Regions from separate parts of the Sus scrofa genome. Here region 2 is linked to region 1. The links are chromatin contacts, called in public promoter capture Hi-C maps. All regions are on one chromosome and are shown on one strand. Each heading gives the region's core, a stretch centred on a gene start, on an enhancer-like site or on the middle of the called end of the contact. The rest is flanking DNA. Distances are from core to core; before and after follow the strand shown. Region 1 holds the start of TARS2 (threonine--tRNA ligase, mitochondrial). Region 2 holds the start of ENSA (alpha-endosulfine).

What was found. Promoter capture Hi-C pulls out the DNA fragments that hold promoters and counts their contacts.
Region 2: a contact with region 1 is called in a promoter capture Hi-C map of skeletal muscle, with 4 times the contacts expected there. The contact joins the promoter of ENSA here to the promoter of TARS2 in region 1. A contact is called at or near these places in 4 of 5 promoter capture datasets (fetal liver, fetal skeletal muscle, liver and 1 more), 13 of 47 Hi-C or Micro-C datasets (adipose tissue, blood, embryonic fibroblasts and 6 more) and 2 of 2 datasets of contacts at active chromatin or transcription factors (alveolar macrophages and skeletal muscle).

Annotation. Positions count from the first base shown.
Region 1 is chr4:98,630,277-98,638,112 of Sscrofa11.1, forward strand. TARS2 (threonine--tRNA ligase, mitochondrial) reads right to left here and starts at 5,042. Exons shown (of 18, transcript XM_003355197.4): 1 at 4,904-5,042; 2 at 4,381-4,577; 3 at 3,948-4,071; 4 at 2,681-2,805; 5 at 1,461-1,578; 6 at 1,280-1,344; 7 at 946-1,024. The coding sequence starts at 4,969. ECM1 (extracellular matrix protein 1) reads right to left here and starts at 2,805. Exons shown (of 23, transcript XM_021089909.1): 1 at 2,681-2,805; 2 at 1,461-1,578; 3 at 1,280-1,344; 4 at 946-1,024.
Region 2 is chr4:98,524,021-98,531,856 of Sscrofa11.1, forward strand. It overlaps ENSA (alpha-endosulfine), which reads left to right and starts at 3,882. Exons shown (of 4, transcript XM_021089895.1): 1 at 3,882-4,081; 2 at 5,758-5,883; 3 at 7,274-7,440. The coding sequence starts at 4,028.

The sequences.
Region 1 (7,836 bases), core at 3,792-6,291:
ACAACAGTACTAATAGGAAACAGCCTGCATTTTCCAGCACTTTCAACTTTTCCTCAAACACTTTCTCTTGTGTTAGTTGGTTTTGTCTCTATAATGTGGATTTACTAGTAGAACAAGAGTTAACAGGCTCATTTTATAGATGTGGAAAATGGGTAAGGGGATTTACCCAAGCCTTATGCTTCATTAGCGGCAGAGACAGGACCAAGGGCAGACTGTTAGGTTTTCAAGCCAGGGCTTTCTGCTCTATGTATCTGCCTCTCCCTTCATTTCCTGCTCTGAGTCCAATAATTGACCTTGCCCAGGAGCAGTATTTTCATAAAGGGCATGCACTTGAGTATTGTCTCTGTGCCTGTCAAACGGTGTTCCACACCCCATCTCACCACAGGAGCCATTCCCACATGACCCTGTTCATACCCTCCCTCACCACCTCCCTTACTGGGTTTTTTTTTTTTTTTGCTTTTTAAGGCTGCACCCATGGCATATGGAGGTTCCCAGGATTGGGGAGGGGGGGAGGTCTAATCGGAGCTATAGCTGCTGGCCTACGCCACAGTCACAGCAACACCAGATCCAAGCCACATCTATGATCTACACCACAGCTCATGGCAACGCCAGATCCTTAACCCACTGAAGCAGGCCAGGGATGGAACCAGCAACCTCATGGTTCCTAGTCGGATTTGTTTCTGTTGAGCCTTGACAGGAACTCCTCCTTTACTGCTGAGGTCCAACCAGAGAATTAGAATTGACTTCTGGGCCCTGGCAGGGTGTCCAGCATCTGTCATAAAATGGGGAGTTTCTAGAAGGCAGGAACTAAGTTTCCTTCTCCTTCTAGATTCCGCCATAGCTATCAGAGCAGAGAGGGGGCCAAGACAGAGGATCACCTTCCCATTCCCTGGCTCACTCTAGGGAAAACGGGAATCTCAACCTAACTCAGCCCTCACAACTGACCGTTAGCAGCTTAAGGCCTCCAATCTGTCCGGTATGCCGCAGGTGGGGGCCCCTGCAAAGATCAACCAACATTCCGCATCTAGGAAAAAGAAGGGTCTAGTTAATGATTTCCAAATTCTCGAGCTTCTAGTTTTCTATTTCTCAGGGGGTTTAGCGGACAGAAAGAGGAAGTGAAGAATTATTCCAAGAGAGAGCACTGGGAGATAAGAATCAATTCCCATTTCTTTTTTGGGAGGAACAGATTATCTTCTATCCTTTTTCCCTTATCCCACTTCTGGCCTTCTTTAGTGCATTCCCACCTCTCCCTGTTTCCCTCAATCCTGACAACTCTCACCCATAAACTGTTGCCTTTGGACCTGTTATTTTCTCGTCAATCAGGCGAAGCTTAAAAGGGTTATCCTAGGAGAAAGGAAGAGTGAAGACAGGTCTTTATGTCCATAAAGATGTCCTGGGAGAGAGCCGCTCCTTCTCACGCTTCTAGATGATCCTCCTAAACCTGTGTATCTCCTTCCCACCTTGAAGAGCTGGCGAAGCTGATCCCGGGAAGCCTCTAGTCTCCGGAAAGGTTGAGCAGCAGCTGCAAGTTCCTGGCAAATCTGCTCCAAAACAGGCAGCTCTGAGCCCCGGACTGTCCTAGAAAGGTAAGAGTTAGTTGGCTTCTATCCTCGAAGGAGCATCACCTGGGTGAAATCTTGCCCTCCAGAAACATCTAAAATTATTGGCAAAGACCAAAAAACTAGGGAAAACATAAACAAGAAGTCAGGTACAAATTTACAACTAGAGTGAAACCTCTATGAAATTATACGCTGAGTGCAGGCAATCTGGACAAACAAAATTAGAAGAATAGTATTGAAGGACAAAGTAAAAGTTGAATACTTCACAAAGGTTAGAGAAGGTAGTTCCAAGCAGATTTAGAAAAGGAAGGACGTGAACTAAAGGTGAAGGTGGTACCAAGGTCAGAGTTGAGGCATGGAGGGACCCTCCCCTCAACTTTCTTTCTCCTCCAAATTAAACATGCCTGAGCACCCAAAAAAGGGCCTCAGAAACCACCCAGAAAAGGACCTCAGTGAATGGTACAAACTTGTAGCTATAAGATGAATAAGGTCTGAGGAACTAATGTATAGCATGGTGACTATGGTTGATAAATTTTGTATTGTACAACTGAAACTGGCTAAGAGTAGATTGTCAGCACTGTCACACACACAGAAAAGCATGTGATAGGAGTTCCCATCGTGGCTCAGTGGTTAACAAATCTGACTAAACCGTGAGGTTGCGGGTTCGATCCTTGGCCTTGCTCAGTGGGTTAAGCTTGCGGCGTTGCCATGAGCTGTGCTGTAGGTTGCAGATGCAGCTCAGATCCCGTGTTGCTGTGGCTGTGGCTGTGGCTAGCGGCTACAGGTCCGATTAGAACCCTAGCCTGGGAACCTCCATATGGCGTGGATGCGGCCCTGGAAAAGACCAAAAAAAAAAAAAAAAAAAAAGCATGTGATAATTAACTCGATTGTGGGAATCCTTTCACAATGTGTACACAGATCAAATCCTCACATGAACGCTTTTTTTTTTTTTTAACTTTTTATATAATGATTTTTATTCTTTTCATTATAGCTAGTTTACAGTGAACACTTTAAATATATAATTTTGTCAATTATATCTCAAAAAAAAAAAAAAAACCCAGAAAATAAAATATGGTGAAATCTCTAAAAAAGAAATCATTCTCCTTCCTTGCACTACTCACCGTTCCTTGCCCAGGAAGAAATCATGGTAGAAGCCACATTCCGTACTTGGACCTTGGCAGAGGACAGCACCTAGGAATTGTTCAGCTGCTGCCCCCAGGACATGGGTGCTGGAGTGCCAGAATACCTGGGTTCACAAGTAAGAAGTTCATAATTTCATAACCTTCTCCTTTAGCCCCTAGCTCTCTGATCCTCTCCTCAGAGAAGCTGGTGTGAAACCAGCATGAATAACTACCACAATATGGGGAACGTGACCTTGAGGGTAACCAGTAAATATAAAAAGTAAACAACAAACAACCTGACCAGAAAAGAAGGCAGCCAGAAGAAGCAGTGCACAGAAGAGAGTAAGCCCCACTCCTCGGTGCTTCCTGGTTCCAGAGCATAGTGGGAGGCTAGTGTCAGTCTTCATGCCCTCCAAGCTGACATGAACAAGGAAAGGAGGCCAGGTAGTGTGCTCATTTGTGGAAGCCACATTAAAACTAAATATATGCATAACAAGGACCTACTGTATAGCACAGGGAACTCAATATTCTGTAATAACCTATATGGGAAAAGAATCTGAAAAAGAATTGATATTTGTACATGCATAACTGAATCACTCTACTGTATACCTGAAACACAACACTTTAAATCAACCCTGCTCCAGTATAAAACAAAAATTTAAAAAAGAACTCAATATATGCTACAAGATGACAACTTACAATGCTTGTCTCAAGAGTTGGGCTAAATTGGCATATTATCATTCTGTATTCAACATAACACCTCTCCCTTTCACTAACACAAATAATCACTGCTTAACAGACCCAGGCTAACTAAAAACTTTCATCCTAGGTTTCCAGCTTAGCCAGGAGTCAAGACAAGCAATATGGAGTTCCCGTCATGGCTCAGTGGTTAACAAACCCAACTAGTATCCATGAGGACACGGGTTCAATCCTTGGCCTTGCTCAGCGGGTTAAGGATCTGGTTTGCCATGAGCTGTGATGTAGGTCGCAGGTGCAGCTCAGATCCAGTGTTGCTGTGGCTGTGGCGTAGGCTGGCTGCTACAGCTCCGATTTGACCCCTAGCCTGGGAACCACCATATGCCTCCAGCGCAGCCCTAAAAAGACAAAAAAAAAAAAAAAAAAAAAAAATCAAAAAAGATAAGCAGTCCATGGTAGGCCTCCCTCTCAACTGAAAATGGAGAAACTGAGGCAAAAAAAAAAAAATGCTAGAAATTCCCACTTAAACATCTCTTAGCAGCCCCTATATCCCAATAAGGAAGAAACGTACTGCTTTCCCCTCTGCAGAATCGAATGTCAGAAATCTGAGGTCAGAATCTTTTTCCAAGGGCCGTTCCAGATCATAAGGTTCTCCATTCACTACAGCAGCTACTGCAGTATCTGCCAGTTTTGAACTTCAACAGTGGGGGTGAGGATAAAAAAAGACAAGGTTACAAGCTACAGAGGAAGACAGGAACTAATCCTTAGCAACTCTAAACTTGCGAAGGGGAAATGTATTACCAGAACACTGGAATCTTTTCTTTTTTTTTCCCCTCAATGCATAATAGAGAAAGGTCAGAGACCATAAAACTAATGCAGATAAAAAGGAATATGCAGGAAAGGCTATCTTGATGGGGATGGAATAAACATGCAGAGTTCTTTCCCTGCTCAAGTAAACAAAGTACAGAGGTAGGTTTACCCGGTAGGTATAGAAGGCCTGGTACCTGATCTGCTGAGCTAGTTGGTAAGGGGTTGTGTTCCATGCCACAGCATCCACTTTCCTGCCTCCAGGAAGCGATACCTTAATAGCCCGGTGTTCCTTCTGCGCCATGCTTGCTAACTTCTTTACCTGGGCGGTCCATAGCTCCTCAAAAAAGCCAAGCCGCTCTACCAACCAGTGTGGAGGAGTGGGCACAGCTGCCTGGAGGAAAAGATGTTAGGAGGTAACACAGGTCCCAAAATTCCTTATTGAGCTTGGGGGTAGTGGGAAGTGAGAACATTTAAGTGGCCATGATCTTAAATCCCAGTCTTTAAAAAAAGAATGGGAGGTATAAGGCCCTAGGCTGGGAGTGCTACATTCCCCAGACGGCTACCCTAGGAAAAAGATGGCGTACCTAAGGGCTACGGTAGCCGGGTCCCGAACGTAGGGCGGGAGTAGGGGGTGTCAGATGGGGTTGAGAGCCTATACTTTGGGCTTCAGCTGCGCTAGGTCCGATGTGTTTCGGAACTTTTGGGTACCTCACGCACCGTGTGCAGCCCGCAGGCTTGTAACCCTGGGAGCCGAAGTCGCCGCCACCTCCGATACAGCCCCATGTTCCTTCAGACCCGTCACACAGCCTCAAATAAATGATCGCTCCTTCTCTTTTGTCGGATTCTTCATTGGCTGCTGGCCCAACAATACCCATGCCTATTGGTTGTTATAGCTGTCACTCCAGTCTGGCCCCACCTCCAGGAACTCCGAAGCGGTATACCCCACACAGCACAAGCAGCGGTGTGGGTGGTTCCGGGTGACCGGAAGACCTAAGCTGATGCACACAGGGAATTCCAGTACCTGCAGAGTTTCAGACCAAAGTAGCAGTAAGATATGCTGCGGCTTTAAGGACAGAAGCAGGGAAACTTAGAGAGTGGGAGAAAAACGGACCAGAAGGGGTTGTTATTTCCTTTTAACTCTAAGTTTTCTTTTACACAGGCTTCACCGGGATGTGAAGTGAAGGAAACAGGTAAGAGCATAAATCTGGAATGAGACAGACCTGGTATAAATCCTGGATCACTGCGTAATTTGGGGTAAATTAATTCCTTTTAAACTTCAATTTTCTCATCTGTAAAATGAGAATAATAATATCATTCTGGTAGTTCTCATGTGGCTTAACGAGTTAAGGATCCGGCAGTGGCCCGGGTTGGATCCCTGGTCTGGTAACTTCCACATGCCTCCGTGTGCAGCCAAAACAAACAAAACAAACAAACAAAAAACCCTTAACTGTTGAGGTTAATTTTATGTAAATCGTCTAATATACTGCATGGTCCACAGTAATCGGCAACAATAGCAACAATCCATGAGAAAAAATGAATACAACATATAACAGCTTTGAGGCTGGAGCAAAACAAAGACTTTAAGGCTGGAGCAAAACAAAAGCAGAGGGCACTCCTTGGAGTCCCTTCATACTCGGTGCTTAAAGAAGGACCTCTGAGACCTCTTAGACCGTACACATGAGGAATTTAAGATCAGAGAAGGTAAGTGATTTAAGATCAAACAGTAAGCACTGACGCTGGATTCTCAATCCAAGTCTTCTATTCTTCTACCACACCAGACTCTCTCTAGTAAGAATTTTATCCCCAATATAATTCCCCCACCACTTAAGAAAAAAAGTTCCTGACCCTAGAATCTTAGCTCTCTGCTTTCTACACAGGACCTTTGCCTCTCATTCCCATCCAAGCTCTCAACTTCCTTTATCCCTTCTCTCCCCTCTCCCTATATCTAGAACATAAGACTAGATATATTTGATTTGTTTTACACAGTGAAAAATGAAACACAGGAGTTCCTGCTGTGGCACAGCGAGGTAGGAATCCAACTGTAGCCACCTCAGGTGGCTGCAAAGACTCGGGTTCCATCCCCTGCCAGAGCAGTGGATTAAGGATCCGCCATTGCCACTGACGTGGCATAAGTCACAGCTGTGGCTGGGATTCAATCCCTAGCCTGGGAACTTCCATATGCCATGAATGTGGCCATAAATTAAAGGAGAAGGAAAGAAAGAAAGAAAAAGAAAAGAAAAATGACCAGATTTGTAGTAAAGTTTGAGGGAAATGCACTTGGGGACAGCTGTGAGGTTCTTGGTAATTCCCATTAGTCCCCTCACCTGGGGGTGGGGATGGTTGGTTCTCATGTTTCCAATGGTGATGGAATCAAGGATTGTGGAGGAAGAGCTTTCAGAGAAAGATGTTTAATCTAAGTTTCCAGAGGTTCTGTTCTGCGGGAGGCAGCTGTTGATCTTAGTCACAGGCACCACTCTGCATCTTGGCTCCATATTCTGGCATGTTAGACACCCTGAAATACAAAAAGAAATAGACAAGAGTGTGGAGGAGGAAGTTTACCTGTGTGTGTGTGTTTGGGAGAAGGTAGGTAGAATTTTTAAATGGCATTCAGAAAATGTGACAACAGGCAGAACTTTTCCCATGGCTCTGCACCAAAAGGGACAGGGGAGCTGTTACACTGCAGGCAACAAAATGGTAGATGCTCAATAAAGTTATTAAATTAAAAATGTACCAATCACTGTATTGACTTGAAACTCCAAAGGATACATATACTGACATACATGCTTTTAATCATTCTACTTTGTAAGGATAGTAGAGGTATGGTGGAATAAGTAGATTACACTGTTATGGGAGCTCCCTGCACTCATCCCTTAAACATGTAGTGACTGCTTACTGTGTGCAATCCCCTGGGTGATCAGGGGATGCCAATCAATCAACCACTGCATCATCACCTATGTAACCTATTTTGCAGTGGAGAGAAGGAATGTTATTCCATTCCTCTCTGTGTGGCAAGCAAGCCAGCAAGCAAGCAGGCAAGAGCAAGCTAGCTAAGGCCAACTCATTAATTAATCACTGGTTCTTCACAACTTCTGATTTGTGAATAGCATGTCTCAGCCTCAGAATTTTAACCCATTAGCCTTCCTGGGAAGTATCTATTCCTAAAACTACTCTTACCTTCCACCAGAATATCACTGAACAACTACTGTGTGCCAAGACTCGTGCTTCACTATCTCATTTAACTCCTAGAACTCCAACAAGCAGTAGCTCTTCTTAAAACTCCCTTTAAAATATTGCAAATGACCCTCAGAGAAGTCAAGCCCCAGTCCGTCTGAATCCAAGGCCTGTTTTATGCCATGCTATGTTGTCTCTCTGGGACCAGGATAATGATGATGCCTCTTATTTGGTAGCACATCTCCCTTTTTCTCTCCAAGGCATACTGCTTGGAGCCTTTGGGGCCTAAGAGGCCTTTAATATAAGGGGGAGAGAGATCCAATAAAAAGCCAAGAAGAGGCATCTCATCAAATATTCCCTACCACACTAAGATGAGTTTATGAAATAATGCCAGATTTCACAGAAGTCTAGGGAAAGGGGAATCCTCAGGAAAGGGTATCCTAGACCTTTAATCAATTTTGGGGAATTCTCAGTTTTAT
Region 2 (7,836 bases), core at 2,632-5,131, 110 kb before region 1:
CAGGTAGATCTTTCTTGTTATTCTGCATTATTGCCCCCCTTTTTTCCTTTGGCCTCACGGTGGCATGTGGAAGATCCAGGCCCAGTGATCTAACCTAACCCGTGCCACAGATGCGACCTCAGCCACAGCAGGGACAACACCAGGTCTACGCAGAAATTCCTGGGCCAGGAATCAAAACATGCCACAGCAGCGATCTGAGAGCCATAGTAGTGACAACACCAGATCCTTTAACCACTAAGCCACTGGGGAACTCCTCATTGCCCTTTTCTCTAGCACTGTTTCCACCTCCATTTTTCTTAGATCCTCCATCCCACCCATCATCCTTTTTTTTTTTTTTAGGGCCACACTCTTGTGGCATACAGAGGTTCTCAGGCTAGGGGTCAAATCAGAGCTGTAGCTGTTGGCCTACACCACAGCCACAGCAATGCTAGATCCAAGCCATGTCTACGATCTACACCACAGCTCACGGCAACACCAGATTTTTAACCCACTGGTCAGGGCCAGGGATCCAACCTGTTTCCTCAAGGATGCTAGTCAGATTCGTTTTCCGCTGAGCCACAAAGGGAATTCCCCATCATCTTTTCTATTCTCAAAAGATCAACCTCAGAAAAGCAAGTCCATTCAACGTCACTTCCCTAAATGTCTAGCTGTTTCCAAGTCTCTCTGTACATTTCCCCTCCCATTCTCCCTTTTCAGTTGTCAGAGCCAACCTGTCTGCCTCTCCCCTTGATCTAATGATCTCCTCTAAAACTTACATCCTCTTTTTTTTTTTTTTTTTTTTGTCTTTTTGCCTTTTCTAGGGCCACTCCCATGCCACACCTGTGGCATATGGAGGTTCCCAGGCTAAGGATTGAATTGGAGCTGTAGCCACCAGCCTACACCACAGCCATAGCAACACGGGACCCGAGCCCCATCTGCAAGCTACACCACAGCTCATGGCAACACTGGATCCTTAACCCACTGAGCAAGGCCAGGGATCGAACCTGCAACCTGATGGTTCCTAGTCAGATTTGTTAACCACTGAGCCAGGACGGGAACTCCCTAAAACTTACATTCTTTATCTCCTCTTTAAAGTAGATAATTACATTTTTAATTTTTCTCTCTCAACTTGTCCCTTCCCCTTTTCATGCTTGAGCCTTGCCTACTCTCCAAAAAAGAAAGTCCTCTGCTGCTCTTCTTCAACTGGTTATCCTTATTCCTTTCTGTGCTTTATTGTTATATCGCTATCACCATATTTACATTTATGTGAAGAAGCCTAAATTTTATTCACATTTGGCTTCTTTTTTTTTTTTTTTTTTTTTCCTTTTTAGGGCCACACCTGCACACATATGGAAGTTCCCAGGCTAGGAGTTGAATAGAAGTTGCAGCTGGCAGCTTACGCCACAGCCACAGCAATGCCAGATCTGAGCCACATCCTCGACCTACACTGCGGCTTGCAGCAATGCTGGATCCTTAACCCACTGATAAAACCCACATCCTCATGGATAATAGCCAGGTTTTTAATCCCTGAACCAAAACGGGAACTCCCACATTTGGCTTCTACTTTTATCCCAAACTCCAGATCTGTATTTCCTAGAAGTCTAAAATTTCGGTTGTAGAAATCTCAGAGGTCATTTATCCTAAATCTTCAGTGCCTGGATATCGCCACCAAATGGCTCACTGGCTTTTAAAAAGTCAATGTTTTCAAAATTGAACACCTCATTTTCGTCTGCTTCCAATTCCATTTCCAACTTGACTTCTATTTTTAAGTTCATTGTTTCTACACCTTAAGGCACATGGCCTCCTCAGCCCCTATGTTCAATCATCTGCTAACCTAGTAGATTCCATTGCCGTAGACTCTCTCAATTAGGTTTATTGTTTTCTATTCTAAACTACCATGTTTCTAGTTTAAATCCTATCTCCCACTTAAGAGTATCACAATGGACTCCTGGCTGGACTGTCTAGTATCTCTCTACCTAGAATTCTAAATGATTTTTATTCATTACCACTAGGTTAATCTTCCTAATGAACTGTTCTGATCTGCGATCTCTGGTCTAAAACCCTGAAATCTCTCTCCTGTTTTATTAAATTATTCACTTATTTTTTGTTTTGTTTTTCATTTTTTATTTTTAGGGCCATACCTGCAGCATATGGAAATTCCCCAGGCTAGGGGTTGAATCAGAGCTATAGCTGCCAGCCTACACCACAGCCACAGCAACTCAGGATCCATGCTGCATCTGTGACCTATACCAAAGCTCATGGCAACACAGGAACCTTAACCCTCTGAGTGAGGCCAGGGACTAGACCCTCGTCCGCGTGGATACTAGTCATGTTGGTTACCGCTGAGCCACAACGGGAATGCCGCCACTTCTTTATCCTGGCATTCAAAGCCCTCCAGGTTCTGGACTCAATTCTATTTTTTTGGCCTTCATGCTGACCCCATCACCTAGAATACCCTTTCTTCCTTCACCTTTACCTGGCAAACTTCTAAATTCTTTAAAGCTGTTCAAATACTCACCTCCATCACAAAGTTTTTTGTTTTTGTTTCTGTTTTGGCAGGGACTCTGAACCTTCCTTTGAACCCCTATACCACTTTTATTAACAGTTTTATTTTAATGCTGACCAGACTTTGCCTCATATGATAAAAGCTGTGTTTTCTATGCTTCTCAAACTTTTCCATTAGAAGTATATCTAATTATACAGAAAAAATGAACGGAAAGCCCCAGGGCTGTCACAATAGGCTGCCTGGAATATTAATTTTTTTTTAGGGCCACACCCACTGCCCACGGAACTTCCTATGCTAGGGGTTGGATCCGAGCTTTAGCTGCCAGCCTATGCCACAGCCACAGCAATGTGGGGTCTGAGCTATATCTGCGACCTACACCACAGATCACAGCAACCCCGGATCTTTAACCCACTGAGTGAGGCTAGGGATCGAACCCGCATCCTCATGGATCCTGGTCAGGTTTGTTACCACTGAGCCACAACAGGAACCCCAAAATTAAATTTTAATGTGAATTTTTCAGTGTTATTATTAGACTGTTTTAATACTTAAATATGCTTTTTGACCAACACTCTAGGAAGATATGTCTATTTAACCTCAAGGATTTAGGGTACACCTGGCACTCTGTGAAAAACCTAACCCTCCCCACATGCCCACTAAACTAAGCTTTCTAGAGCAGACACTGCCTTACTACATATGTATCCCCTGTAAAAACAATACAGTGCCATCTACAGATGCTAAAAAAATACGGTTGAACTCTGACCCAGGATAGGTTAGCAAGTGTTAACTGTATTTACTAAATGTTTACCATGTACCTAGACATTTGTTGTTTCAAAAGAAGCTTATTCTTCATGGGACGACCCTGAACAAGTAAAAAAAACTGTACATAAAAGTAAAACCACGGAATGTAAGCCATCTGTGTTCTGCAAGGCGACTCAGTCTCTCCACATGGCAAGTGACACACTGGAGTAGTGTGGAGTACCACTTTAAAGTCCACTCTGACCTCTAAATTAATTTCTGGAGATTGATCATTTTCTGCTAACACTGAGCAAAGTTTAATCCTCTTTAACTGACAATAAAAGGCTTACATCCTCTCGCCCTGCATTTTGAAGCCCAGCAAAGCCTACTGCGCGCGGGGCGGTGGAGCGGAGGAAGCCTGACCCCACCAGAGCAGCAAAAAAAAAAAAAAAAAAAAAAAAAAAACCTAGCCGTACCGCCCCCTAACAGCCCCCACGGGTTTCCAATTGGTCCCTGTGGTTCATTCCCTTGGCAGATTGGCCTTCCAGCTTGCCCGTCGCTTCCACAGACCCCACATTTAGCTAGCAACTATTGGTAGATCGTTACGTCATTGCCCCATCTATCCTGCTCCCATTGGCTCGCACATGAAGGGGCGGTCATAACGTCACAGGCAAGAGCCGCCATTTTGACTGAGCAACCCTAGTGACAGGAGCCGAACAAGCCGCGCAGGTTGTCCCGTGTCCCCTCCCCCTTCCCTTCTCCAGTTGACTTCCCGGGTCCCCTACACTCCACAGTCCCGGCCCCGCCATGTCCCAGAAACAAGAAGAGAACCCTTCGGAGGAGACCGGCGAGGAGAAGCAGGTGAAATGGAGGGGGTGCGGGCGGGCAAGCTGGGCGACCGTGATGGGGCGGGAGACGATCTCCCACCGGTGCGGATTGGTCGCCATGGTCTCCGGCTCTGCAGGGGTTGGCCGCTTCTTGCGTCGTGCAGGGTGAGCCTCAACAAGGCCTGCTGCTTTGGCGCTGGTTAGTTGGGTGGCTTGTCATTCAGTGTTGTAACCTTTCTGATTGGCCAATGGGTCTTCGGCTCAGCCCTTTGGAGCTGTACTATAATTGGCCGAGCCTGGGCGCGGGGCGGGTGTTTGGAAAGACTCGGTGAATGAAAGGGGGCTGGTGGTCCCAGGATTCTGTGTGTTACTGGTTAGTAGGGGTAAAATGACCCAACATCTAGGCAGGGGCCCGCATTCTAAATCCTCAGAAGATACAGGTCGAGGGAAAGAAGTTTAAAAAGGACCACATTGGGAGAAGGGAGAAGCGGAATTATTATCATGGCTAGTTTAAGACAGCAACTTTCTCGAGAGACCTATTTTGACCACTGGGGATGGCCTGTTGCCCACCTTCAAAGAAGACCGAATAAGATTGAAGAGGACTAGGGCTCTGAACAGAATCACGGAGGTTAATCCTAGAAAAGACACCGAGACAGTAATGACAAAGAAAGACGCCACAATATTCTCCCCAGACTTCCAACTCAGGGGGACTTAGTTCACCCGCAGTTATGCGATGAAAACACGTCAACCTCTTTGGAGATTTGTATTTGACATAACATTTAGTATTGGACTCGGGGATTCATGATATATACCTGGTGTTGTATCTGCCAGTTTTCCAAGAGAAGTGAAAGTAAATCCATTTTAAAAAGAGCCACAGATTGGCTTCAAATCTTTTTTGAAAAGTCACTAAAGAAAAGGGCAGCAGGGCCCACGAAAAGTAAGAAGAGTAACAACGCAGTAAGAGCCCCTGCAAGCTAATTGGGCTCTTGGCATGTTACCCAAACTTCCATCACTTGCCCCACTAGGAAAGATGTTGATTTTTTAGCAAAGCTGGTGGGTAAATGCTAGTGGACCTACTGTATCATGATTTTCCTGAAGTTAAAAACTGTCATTTTAATCCGTTTACTTGTCACCTTCCTATGACAATGTTTATGGAATTGCTGAAGCAATGCTGTCTTGTTACTAAGGTGAAGATTTCTGGAGAAGGCCACAGAGTTATGCTCCTCCAAAGAGAGACTTTTCAGATAACCAGCTTAGAAGGGAACATCTCAGGAGAGTTATCCACTTTGATATCCCATTTGACCTGTATTACGTGTTAGGGACAGCCAAGGAACTTTCCTGTTCATCTTGTATCACCAGAAGCCCTGCTAGCTTTCTCTCTGTCTTTCCTAGCTTCATGTTGAATGAGCTATGACTCGCTCCTTGATTCAAGTATCGTGCTTATATATTACCTTTAACCCAGTACTCACAGGTCACTGGTGTGGTTCCTTGGGTGTAGTGTGAGAAGGAGCATATCTTTCTCTTCTCACAATACAGTCATCTTGGGCTTTAGGGATTTGAACAAAGGTTAGCTTCATTTAAAAATAGAGTGGAGATAGCATATTTACAAGTGGGTAGATCTCCAGGAAAAGGTAAGAGTATAAAAGTTATCAGTATTAGAAGCAGTTGCTTCTCAGTGTTTAATTTTATTGGCCCATTTGTTTCCTCCAGGACACGCAGGAGAAAGAAGGTATTCTCCCTGAGAGAGCCGAGGAGGCAAAGCTAAAGGCCAAATATCCAAGCCTAGGACAAAAGCCTGGAGGCTCCGACTTCCTCATGAAGAGGCTCCAGAAAGGGGTATGGGGCATAATATCTTACCCTCTTTGGAGCCACAGAAAGCCTTAGGGATGAGACCTATGGACGTTGTAGTGAATACTGATTTGGAGGTTTTGTTTGGGGGAAGTAGTAGAGAAGAATTAGAAACTTGGAAAAACAAGGCAGATACTGTAAATACCTGATAAGTTATCAGCTATCTTCTGATCTCCCCTGTAGGAAATTAGGGCTTAATGTAGGGGCATTTGGGCACAAGGTTGGGGGAGTGAGGAAAGGATGTTAGAGTCTGGAATGCTGACAGTTTCCAGACATTTGCCTGTTTAGATGGTGGGAGTTTTAGGACTACACATTTAGGATTTGAGCTAAATTTTAGGATGCACCATTTCAGAAAAAGATCAGACCATCTGTCCTGCAGATTTCCTCAACTTGATATGAATAGCAGATTTCTTCAGACATTTGAAGAGATTTATTTTTCCTGTCCAGTGTGGTCCTTCTCACCAAGGGAGAATCTTACCCTCATAGCCATCTAGCTCCTGATCAGGTTTCTCAGTCCCCAGACGTACCTAAAGCTGACTAAGGGATCGTAAGTCATTAACCTGGAGGGTGTTTCTCCGTGAGGATGAAATGGAGAGGGAAACAGATCCCTGTGGAGAATCCCAGTTATTGTGTCTTAGTCACAGATGATAATGTGATGCTGATTTGCTGCTTACCTTGCTGTCGGCAAGGCAGGCGTGGGCAGGCTGTCACAGCCATGGAACATGTGTGGGAGTGGTAGGAGTCAGAGGAAAGTACATTATCCTCATGAACAAGCCCAGTTTCTATTCATAGTCTGAGAGAATAATTTTTAATTTTGAGGTTTAGTTTGAGACTGATCTGCTGATAGCCCCAGATCGACCCTTCTATGTATGTTACTCATTTCTGCTCCCACAACACCAAGCCCACTAGAGGCTAATAGGTCCTCAGTAAGCCTTTATGAATAGTCAGTAATTTGGTTGAACCTTCCTGTACTCGTGGGGCTACAAAGGATGTAGGAGCTGTCTCTTAACTCCAAAAATATGTACTCTAGCTGGGAAATTGCTTATATACCTGAGAAAGAACACGATGGGGAGAAGACAGGTGTTTGTAATTAATGCTAAGCTATGTATGTATGAGGTAAATAAAGACTTGAAAGGAGTCCCCTCATGACTCAGTGGGTTAAGGATCTGGCGTTGTCACCGCTGTGGCTCTCGTTACTGCAGGTTTGATCTCTGACCCAGGGGACTTCCACATGCCACAGGTGCAGCCAAAAAATCAAAAAAAAAAAAAGATTTGAAAGATCTGAGTGTAGATGAAGGTTTATAATGGATACGAGTCTCCTTGCTTTTGAGGAAGACCAGCGTGCCTCACTCACCTAAACCTCCCTCTTGTCTCTTAGCAAAAGTACTTTGACTCAGGAGACTACAACATGGCCAAAGCCAAGATGAAGAATAAGCAGCTGCCAAGTGCAGGACCAGACAAGAACCTGGTGACTGGTGACCACATCCCCACCCCACAGGATCTGCCCCAGAGAAAGTCCTCGCTCGTCACCAGCAAGCTTGCGGGGTAACCTGGGCCCCCTTCTCCTCCCCTTCCTCACCCACTGGACTTCTATATGTCATAGGCAGGGATGGAATGGGCACCTAGTTCTGTCTTCTCAGCTGGCTAGCCAGAAATGACTGGGAGTCTTCTGGGGGCTGCTGAGAAGGTAATGTGGGCTGAAGAGGGGCTCTGAGTTCACTTCTTTGGTTAAATTGGGATTTCCACACCCTCTCTATTGCCCAGGTAGGAGTTCAGAAATAGGACACTAGGCTTGGATAATGCTGCAGACTCTTTTTCTTTTGTATGAAAAGCTGGGGAGATGAGAGTTCTCGTTTTGGAAGAGAATATCCCAAAATTGGTTAGGCTCAGCCTTGGGAATAATACAACAGGTTTAACATCCCAAGCCTAACCTGACATGGT